2 separate regions of the Rattus norvegicus genome follow, and region 2 is linked to region 1. A link is a contact called in public HiChIP or PLAC-seq data. All regions are on one chromosome and are shown on one strand. The core of a region is the stretch at or near the end of the contact, and the rest is flanking DNA. Distances in the headings are between cores, read along the strand shown.

Region 1 (4,402 bases), core at 1,358-3,857:
ATCCACGGCTCTGATGGCTGACAACAGTGCAGCATGATCAACCACCTCAAGCTCCTGCCACCATCACTCCACCTCAGAAAGGTCTGTGCCCTGAGTTAACCCCCTTCACTTTTTTGATGGACTGTGTCCAGGTATTTCTACCGCAGCAATAGGAAAAGTACCCAACACATTAAGCCCTCTGCTCACAAAGATATTAAATGCAAAGTTGCTGTTTATGGGGCAGGAAAATAAAGTAACAGCACAATCCTAGCCTGCTCCTTCTGCTGCTTGAGAACCTGTCGGGGAGATGGATACCTTCGCTGTGGGGGTTAAAACACTCACAGGTCTTCAGTGAAGAGGCCCAGCTAGCTGAAGCTACCTTGAAGTTCACAGTGGAGACTCCCTTCTGGAGCCCATCCTAAGCCCCAGGGCCTCACCTGTCAACTCCAGCCCAATCAAGGCAAACCTGTTTGATATCTACCTTCTCCCAGACAGCCAGGGAAAGCAGGTAAAGAGGAGAGAATGGAGGAAGGGATTTGTGGAACATGCAGCCAAAGCCCACACAACCTAAAGGCTGTGGCCATCACTGAAACCTGTGTCACAGGGCAGTCTGGGTAGGGACAGATGAGCACCTTCCAGGAACTCCAGATCCCAAGAGGAAACTGCTAACACAACCTCCCCACCCCCGCCGCCGCCCACAACAGCAATTCAACTGCTCCAATGCAGGTCCTCAATGACCTCATTGGTCCGTCTGGAAAAACCCCACTACTAGGAGCCAAAAGTGTCCAGGAATGAGTCATGTGGCTATTTATCTCAAAGCCCTCTGAATGGCACATTAACACATGCCAAAGCAATAAGCAAGAGGCAACAAGAATCCTGATATCCACCTCATATCCAAGCTCCATTGGCCCAGCAAATCTACAAATTTGCATCAAGATCTGAATCACCCAGGCAGTGTGTGTGTTAAAAACAAACTCCTGGGGCTCTGGCCAGATAACATCTGGAGACAGAGATGGGGGCTCTGCATTTTCAACCAGAATTACCATAAACAATTCTTAAGCTCCAACACATTAGGGCAACTGAGGCATCTGGGAGGCAGTATTAGAGTTAAAGTCACATTTGCTTTGAAAAGAGACAAGGGAGTTAAACAAATCCTAACAGCCACTCACTAGTTGATACTAGCCAATTCCGTAAACTGGGATTACCAGTCACTCAGAGGTGTTCTCTGTATCTAGAATCCAGTTCAAAACATCCCCCAAAACAGTACCCAGCACAGGACAACGGAACATGCAACCAGAACTACTGCTTGGCAAAGCAGCAACAGAAAAACAGCCCCACTGAAGCACTCCATCATGTTTTCTACTTAATGGAAATGACAAAGGCACTGGGCCAGATTTCCAAGACAATCTTACGAAAAAGGCTTTTCTGGGCACTATGATGGCCAAGAACAAAGACTCATTTCAGAGTCCACCATTTCACACAGCAGCCTTCCATTCCACAATCCCCAGATCAGGTCCCTTCCTAGGTACTAAGCAAAGAAGAGTCTTTCCCTTCTAAGTCCCTATCTCATCACCATTTCTAGCTGCAGGGCTGACACTGAATATAGAGTGACACACTATAGGTAGAGACACCTGGATAATAGGCATGGAGCAATGAAGGAGCCCTGGTACTCTGTGAGGCTCCTTAGCTCAAGCTGGATAGCCCTAATCTGATTGACAAGGTATAGGCTGGACTCAAGAAATGTGAACCTGATTATAGTCAACTCTACCAGTAACTCAAACACATCTCTGGGAATGTCTTGATCCGCCAAAAAAGTGGAAGAACACCCCTAACCAGCTGTGAGGGAAGAATCAAAGCAGAACCAGACACATGCTGGGACCATACACTGCTGTCCTTGACACCTGGAAGACCCAGAAGTAAGGATGGCTCAGCCATGCTGGACATCCAAGTCGGGATCCAGAAGAAAGAGGAAGAACCCCACCTATTGCTACCCTGGGGAAAGACACAGGCCAGCAAAACAAAGGTCAGAGTCCCTCCAACTCCACTATATCGCTGGGGCAAGTCAGAATACACGCAGGCCTCAGTTTCCCAAACCGTACAAGAGGCAAAGAGGTTCTCAATGACATAGTGACCACAAGATACTCCTACAGAGGGTGAAGGACTGCGTGGCGTTAGCGGATAGGTGGGAGGGGGCGGGGCTGAGGCAACCGGAGAGGACAGCCTCCCACCTTCCATCCCTCCCACCGTGCTGCAGGGGCGCAGGCCCACAGGGAGTCACGCGCCCATTGTGCCCAATCGCTGGCCTCGGCCAGGAACCCAGCCGGCGGAAGGCTTCAGAGCTCGCCGGCAACGCCCCCAGCACGGTTCGCCACCGTCCGCCGCTGCCCAAGACCCTCCCCAGCGGTGCTCACCTACCGGAGCCGCCGCCACGGGCAATCAGCCGCTGCCTGCACTTCCGGAATCCACGAGCCCGCCCCTACCGGATGTGACTTCCTCCCGCGTCCAGCCGGGAGCGAGCCGCAGTGCCCCTCCGCCGCGCTCCCGGCGTCCTGCTTTGTGGGCCTCGGGATGGCCACGATACCGGCACTCATACGCGGGTGGCTTCAGGAGCAACACCCGCGGAAGGCCACTCGGCCCCGCCCGCGCAGAGAAGGCCCCACCCCTAACTCCGCCCCCGACGCAGGGCTCCGCCCATTACTAGTGCGCCTGCGCAGACTTGCAGGCTTGGCTTCATTTGACAAAAGTTCTGAAGTATCCTGAGAAACAAGCATGGAATTTCCAAAGGGAAAGTCCAAATGGCCTAGTCTTGCACCATGGTATCCCTGACCTGCTGTGCACACTCCTTTTTATAGTTTGACCCTAAGACTATAATGGCTGAGGTCCTAAGTGTCCCCTTCAGACCCTGCTATGTACCCTTTGTCAGGACCCTAGATTGCACTTAGTCGTCTGTAGATGGGTAGTTCTGTGTAAGCATCAGACTTCATCCATCCTCACTCGCCCAGGGTGACAAGCTCCAGGAAGGGATAAGAACAAACCAGACCTAAGAGGTGAACGCCATTCCCTTTTGGCCACAGTGGTTATGGGGACCCTGGGATATTAGCTTCCAGCCTAAGAAAACCATGTCAATGCCTGGGCTCTGTCATGCAAGGCCTCCTCCTGCACTTGAATCTGACTTCTGTCCACACAAAGCAGCTCTCATCTCAACGGGAATAAGAGACACTTTGTTCTGAGTCAAGTAAGAGTGACCATGACATGGGACACAAATTCAGTTTGACTTAAATAACCTGTTCCAATGTAGAAGTGTTTTGTGAAGTTTGTAAAGTAACAGAACAAGGCATACACCAAGGCATTTTTCAGATACATTTCTGAGGCCATCAGGTCAGTAGATAATGAGGAATTAGGAGAAATCTCTGCTTGGGTCTGAGATGCTGTTTGACTACATTTTAGCTTTGGAGTCTGCATCCCAAAAGGTTTACCTGATAATCACATTGATATGTGGTAAGACATGAGCAATGGTTATTAAGGAGACTAACAATAATTATGGGACAATGTGACCTTGTATCTGCAGCATCCCAACCCCTACAATCAAGTTCTTTTTTTTTTTTCTTTTCTTTTTTTTTTTTTTTTTTTTTTTTTTTTTTTTTTTGGAGCTGGGTACCAAACCCAGGGCCTTGCGTTTGCTAGGCAAGTGCTCTACCACTGAGCTAAATCCCCAACCCCCACAATCAAGTTCTTATTCGTCACCAGCCTTATAAACAGAGCCCTGGCCATTTTTTTTTTCCTGGGAACGTCTGTTTCATGAGTTTCTCTTTTAGGTCATCGAATTTCGACAGGATATCCCAAATTTTCTACTTCATGTTCTAGATCTAAAATGATCATCATCGTTCCCATTGGTCAGAACTTCCTCCCCTTTACTTCATGGGCTTTGTGTCACATAATCCACCTTCATCAATCAGATTTTTTTTTTTTGAGACAGGGTTCTTGGGTCTCGAGTCACCTGTGCTGTCCTAGAACTCTCAAAGTAGTCAAGAGTAACCTCCCACCTCTCCCTGCCAGGTGCACAGCTGCCATGCTGGAGAGAGAACCCAGGACCTCACACATGCTAGCCAAGCACGCTGCCAGCTGAACCACATCCCCTACCTTGAGCACAGTTACTCAGAAGGAATCAGGACAGAAGACAGCTACACACACAGATGCCTTGCTTGAGGTGCTACCTACCAACTCTTTGGGTGCCAGTCAACACGCTGGAGCTCAATGCTGTTTGTTTTGCAAATATATCATTTTGCAAGAACGAGAAGTCAGAGTGAGGACTGTTAACAGCAGCTTCCAGAAAGCCTGCTTGACAATTTCTCTATGGTTGGGAGAGCCAGCCAGGGCAGCGAACCTCACTGTTTTTGTCATCTCTTATGCTGTGTGATTTTTT
Region 2 (4,402 bases), core at 1,154-3,653, 200 kb before region 1:
CAAGGCTATTGGGCAGGCACCTTTGATGTCGATGAGCTGCTCCTCTGAGAGAGGCTGGTTGTTGATAGGATCTGTGCCATTCTCTGCAATGTACTTCTCAATGAGTCGCCGCTCATACACATGATTAGAGACAGGGGACACGCATGGGTGCTCTGGCACTTCGTTGGAGACTATAGAGAAAGACAGGTAGTGAGCCACAGGGTAAAAGGAGACTCTTCACTGTGTCAGCCCCAACAAGACCCTGTCCTTTATAGTCAGCTATCAGGAAGCAAGGTCTGTGACAGCAAGCCTGCCTGTACTTGGTCCCACAATGCTTGCCAACTACTTACCTAGAATCTCTGGTCTGCTGATAATAAAAGTCAATAAATAATAACTGCCCAGATCCTATGTGCCAGTGCGGTATAGAGTGGTCGATCTCTTTTTTGAACCCAGATGACTAGGCACATGACAGAGAAGTACACAGAGCACAACTCAAACTTCTGTCATCCATCGGGAGCCCGAGATGGATCAACAAGAGAAATTACAAAGCCATGTGACAAGCACTGATAAATTAAAAACAAACAAACAAAAACTTTCCATTGCTCTGCTACTACGTGCCAGGCAGAATTCTATTCTAAGCGCTCGACAGAATAGTCTGTGTACCCTTGAAGATGGGACTTACAGCTGTCACTGACCTCCAGGACAATGCAGAAGCGAAGCACACACTTGATAAACATCAGAGCAGATTAAATAAGTGCAAAAGTACTGGGGCTCAGAAAAGAATATCCCAAAGTATGGAGCCCTGGGCATGCCAAACTACCAAAAAAAAAAAAAAAAAAAAAAAAAAAAAAAAGCCTCAAAAGCAAGAACCAAGGTCTCTCTGACCTTCTCAGACCCCCCTTGCTTCTCTACCTTCCCCTAAAAAAGACAACTGGATCACTCAAGCAGACAAGTGAAAGCTACCTCCACATCAGACTCTTCTGAAGGCCGCTCTAAGATAGTGACTTATCACATCACAAAACAGCTCTTATTCATCACATAATTCTATTCGCCTTCCCATAGGTTGTGAGTCAACAACCCAAGGCTTCAAGCTCCTATCCTTCTCAGTGTCTTCCCTTAGAGTCACTTAATTTTGCAGGACTCCATGCACATGTAATTAAGTATTTGTTTCAGTACTTAAAATCCCTATTTTTGTATATGGCTTTCCTGTCCTATTCTGTAGGTTTATCTCACTACTCAACGACTGAAGCTTTCTGAGAGCTTTCCCTCTCCTACCAGAGGAAGGATGGCCCTGGGCATGTAAGAGTGTTGTTTCAAAGATGAAAAGGAAACAAATCGTTCATAAATACTTTGCAAACTGCTATTTCTTCACTATGAGACTTCCTTTTCTGTTTGTCATTTCCCTCCTTCCTTTCCCTCTTTGAATTAATGGCAACGTTCTGAGAGGGAAAGAGAGAAAGTGAGGAAACTAGTAATGGGGTAAACAACTGGGAGAACACCCGCAATGCCGTAATACAACACCCAAAGACAAGACCATATACTACATGGGAAAACCATGGATCCAGGCTCAAAGAACCGAGCTCCATGGCTTAGTTTCGTCGCACACCCCTGGATAAACCCATTCTTCAAGTCTTCCGACAACCTCTGTAACACACGGATCTTTATTTCCCTTCAGACAATTCTTGTAAGCATAAAATGAGATCACCGTTTGGAAATGCATCGTAAATCAATACAGGTTTTCTAAACATTCGCTGTTTTCATTAGTCATACTGCGCGAGGCTAGAAGCCAGACACCTGGCTTCCAGCCCTGGTCTCGAAGTCACTGCATGATCTCTGCAAATCAGAAACTCCAATTCCTAAGCGAGGTTTCCCAAGCAATATCCATTGCAATGCTTTCAATTTTGCAGGTGGGGAAACTGAGGCCCAAACCCGCTAGAGCCCAGATCACAGTCGGAGGCGGATCCTGGACACGTCCTCGGGTTTTTGACACCAAGAGCTGTTTTTCACTGCACCAGCTCCTCCCCCCACTTCTGCTCAGGCCTGTCTCAGCTCTGTAAAACGACGCTGGCTTCAAAAGACCCCTGAGACAGTCATTCTTCCCAGCTACGTGAATTGCGCATCACTGCGCAAATGCACCCTGCACGCAGGGCCGGGGGCTCTAGGGCCCGAGCCACAGCGGCCGCACACGCTCCCGCCTCCCGCCGCAGCCAGCACTCACTCGAGCAGATCAGGGACATGGCGCCGTCGTAGCGCTGCTGCCAGTCGCCTCACAGCGGGTTCCCGGACTAGCTCTGCAGCCTCCGCGGGCCACTTCCGGTCCCCCGCCGCTTCCGGAGCGCTCGGACGCGGGTAGACAGCTGCCCGGCGTGGCGATGCTCGCACAACTGCTTCACGTGGGGAGGTGGCCGGTGGCGCGCCTCAGCCTTCTGCAGCTAACGGAAACTGCCCTTTCCCAGCATGCAACCGAGCAGGAAAAGGCCCGCCTCGGAACACTCGGCTGTTTCCGCATTGGCTCGGCTTCTTCCGGCGAGTTTTCCAAGAGGCCTGAGGCGGGAAGGAGAGCAGAAACTACATTTCCCATGAGGCTGCGGGGATCTTAAACCTAGGAATCTGGCCAAGGCTGTTTTTGAGGCGGAGCTGCTGTCACCCAGGGAACACTAGTCTTTGAAATGTTCGTGTGCAGGACAGATTTCTCAGGAGCTTGTAAAAATGCAGATTCCTAGGGTCTGCCTTAGAGAGTCTGTAGGTATGATTCTGAGCCTGTGTTCCTTGGCTGCCTTTTGAGAAACAATGTGACCCCGTAAATAAAGCACAAATGAGTAAAGAAGCTAACACTGTCTAGGTTCTGTCTCTACTCTTGCTCTGGGAATTTGGGCAAGTCCCTGGCTTCGTTGCCTGCTACGTTTTAAATATAGTCTGTTTTCTAAACTCGAGGGAATTTAATTCCTGGCGTTTATGTGAATATTTAAAAGAATGGAAAGTTGATGGGTGTGTTTGCACAAGTCTTTAAGCACAGGCACTGAGCTGCAGAGCCAGGCAGAACTCCGCGTTCAAGTCCAGCCTGATCTGTACAGTGAGTTCTAATCCAGGACAATCAGGGCTGTGTAGAGAAAGCATGTCCCAATAAACAAACAAACCGTAAGAGTGGAAAGTTAACAGGACTATGGTGTTTTTCTGTGGTTTCATTTTTGTTTCTGTTTTTCAAGACAGGGTTTGTGTGTGTGTGTGTGTGTGTGTGTGTGTGTGTGTGTGTGTGTGTGTGTGTGTGTATAGCCCTTGGCTGTCCTGGAACTCAGTCTGTAGACAAGACTTGACTCAAACTCAAAGATCTTCCTGTCTCTGCCTTTTGAGTGCTGAAATCAAAGGGATGTGTCATTACTATCTGGCTTAACTGTGGCATTTAGAGGTGGGATCTTTGGAATTAGAATAGGACATAACAAGAATCCTGGTGGGGTTCTTATAGGAAAGAAAGTGAACAGGCACAAATGCATGAGTTGACTTCCATAGTTGTGACACCAGAAGAGGCCCTAGACATTGCCTGTGTCATTCCCTGTGAACCTTGTGCTTCTAGAACTTTGAGCCAAGAGGGCCCTCTTTTCTTTAAAGTAGCCTGCCTCCGATATTTGTTAGAACAACGGTTCCCCGCCACCTACCAACTGTTTATGTTTTCTCTAACAAAAACCAGACCGGCCGCTGGGCCTGATACCTGAGTTCAGTCACCAAGACCCACGTGGCAGAAGGAGAGAACTGACTTCTGCATATTATCCTCCAACACACACACACACACACACACACACACACACACTAAAATAAATAAATAGTCTGGGCTTGGTGGCACATTGAGAACTTACCTCAGAAAAAAGGTAAGTAGATAAAGTAAAACTAAAATGGAGTGAGTCACACTGGAGTTCCATGTTACCAAATTAAAACTAGCTTTCTGACCTTCTGAGAAACCAGGACAGAAAGAGGTGAAGGCCACATTTTCTAGCCATGCCAACTGCAGCAAACATAACTCTGTTCTGGCTGCCATTGTCCTTATGAAAAGTAAGCAGGAGGGATCTGATCTATTAACCAGCTAGCTCTGTGCTTCCCTCCTCTTCTCCCAACCTCCCAAGGAAAACATACTCCGTCCTTTTCCTTTGTTTTATTCCTGCTTCCTGTCTAGGAAATCACTCCCCTCCAAGGCGTCAGAACACATTCTGGCTTACAGAATGAAGTTTTACCCAATTCTAGAATCACAAAATATAGCCAACGTAAACCTTGAATGTGATCTAATTGGTCTAAGAGGCAGAAATGAGATGAAGAAAAAAACTGCCGACATAGATTTCAGTCTATGGGATGATGGGCACATAAACAATAAGAAGAAAGTTCCAGACAGGGGTAGGTGCTCTAAATACAAGATAAATTAGAGCAGGTTGAGAAG

Evidence for each region. HiChIP or PLAC-seq counts read pairs in DNA pulled down with a chosen protein or histone mark.
Region 2: a contact with region 1 is called in an H3K27ac HiChIP or PLAC-seq map of oligodendrocytes, with 6 times the contacts expected there. The contact joins the promoter of Prpf19 here to the promoter of Vps37c in region 1. A contact is called at or near these places in 1 of 12 Hi-C or Micro-C datasets (Schwann cells) and 1 of 1 datasets of contacts at active chromatin or transcription factors (oligodendrocytes).

What each region holds. Positions count from the first base shown.
Region 1 is chr1:216,759,849-216,764,250 of GRCr8, reverse strand. It overlaps Vps37c (VPS37C subunit of ESCRT-I), which reads right to left and starts at 2,607. Exons shown (of 5, transcript NM_001396993.1): 1 at 2,395-2,607.
Region 2 is chr1:216,964,508-216,968,909 of GRCr8, reverse strand. Prpf19 (pre-mRNA processing factor 19) reads right to left here and starts at 2,403. Exons shown (of 16, transcript NM_139333.3): 1 at 2,198-2,403; 2 at 21-170. The coding sequence starts at 2,216.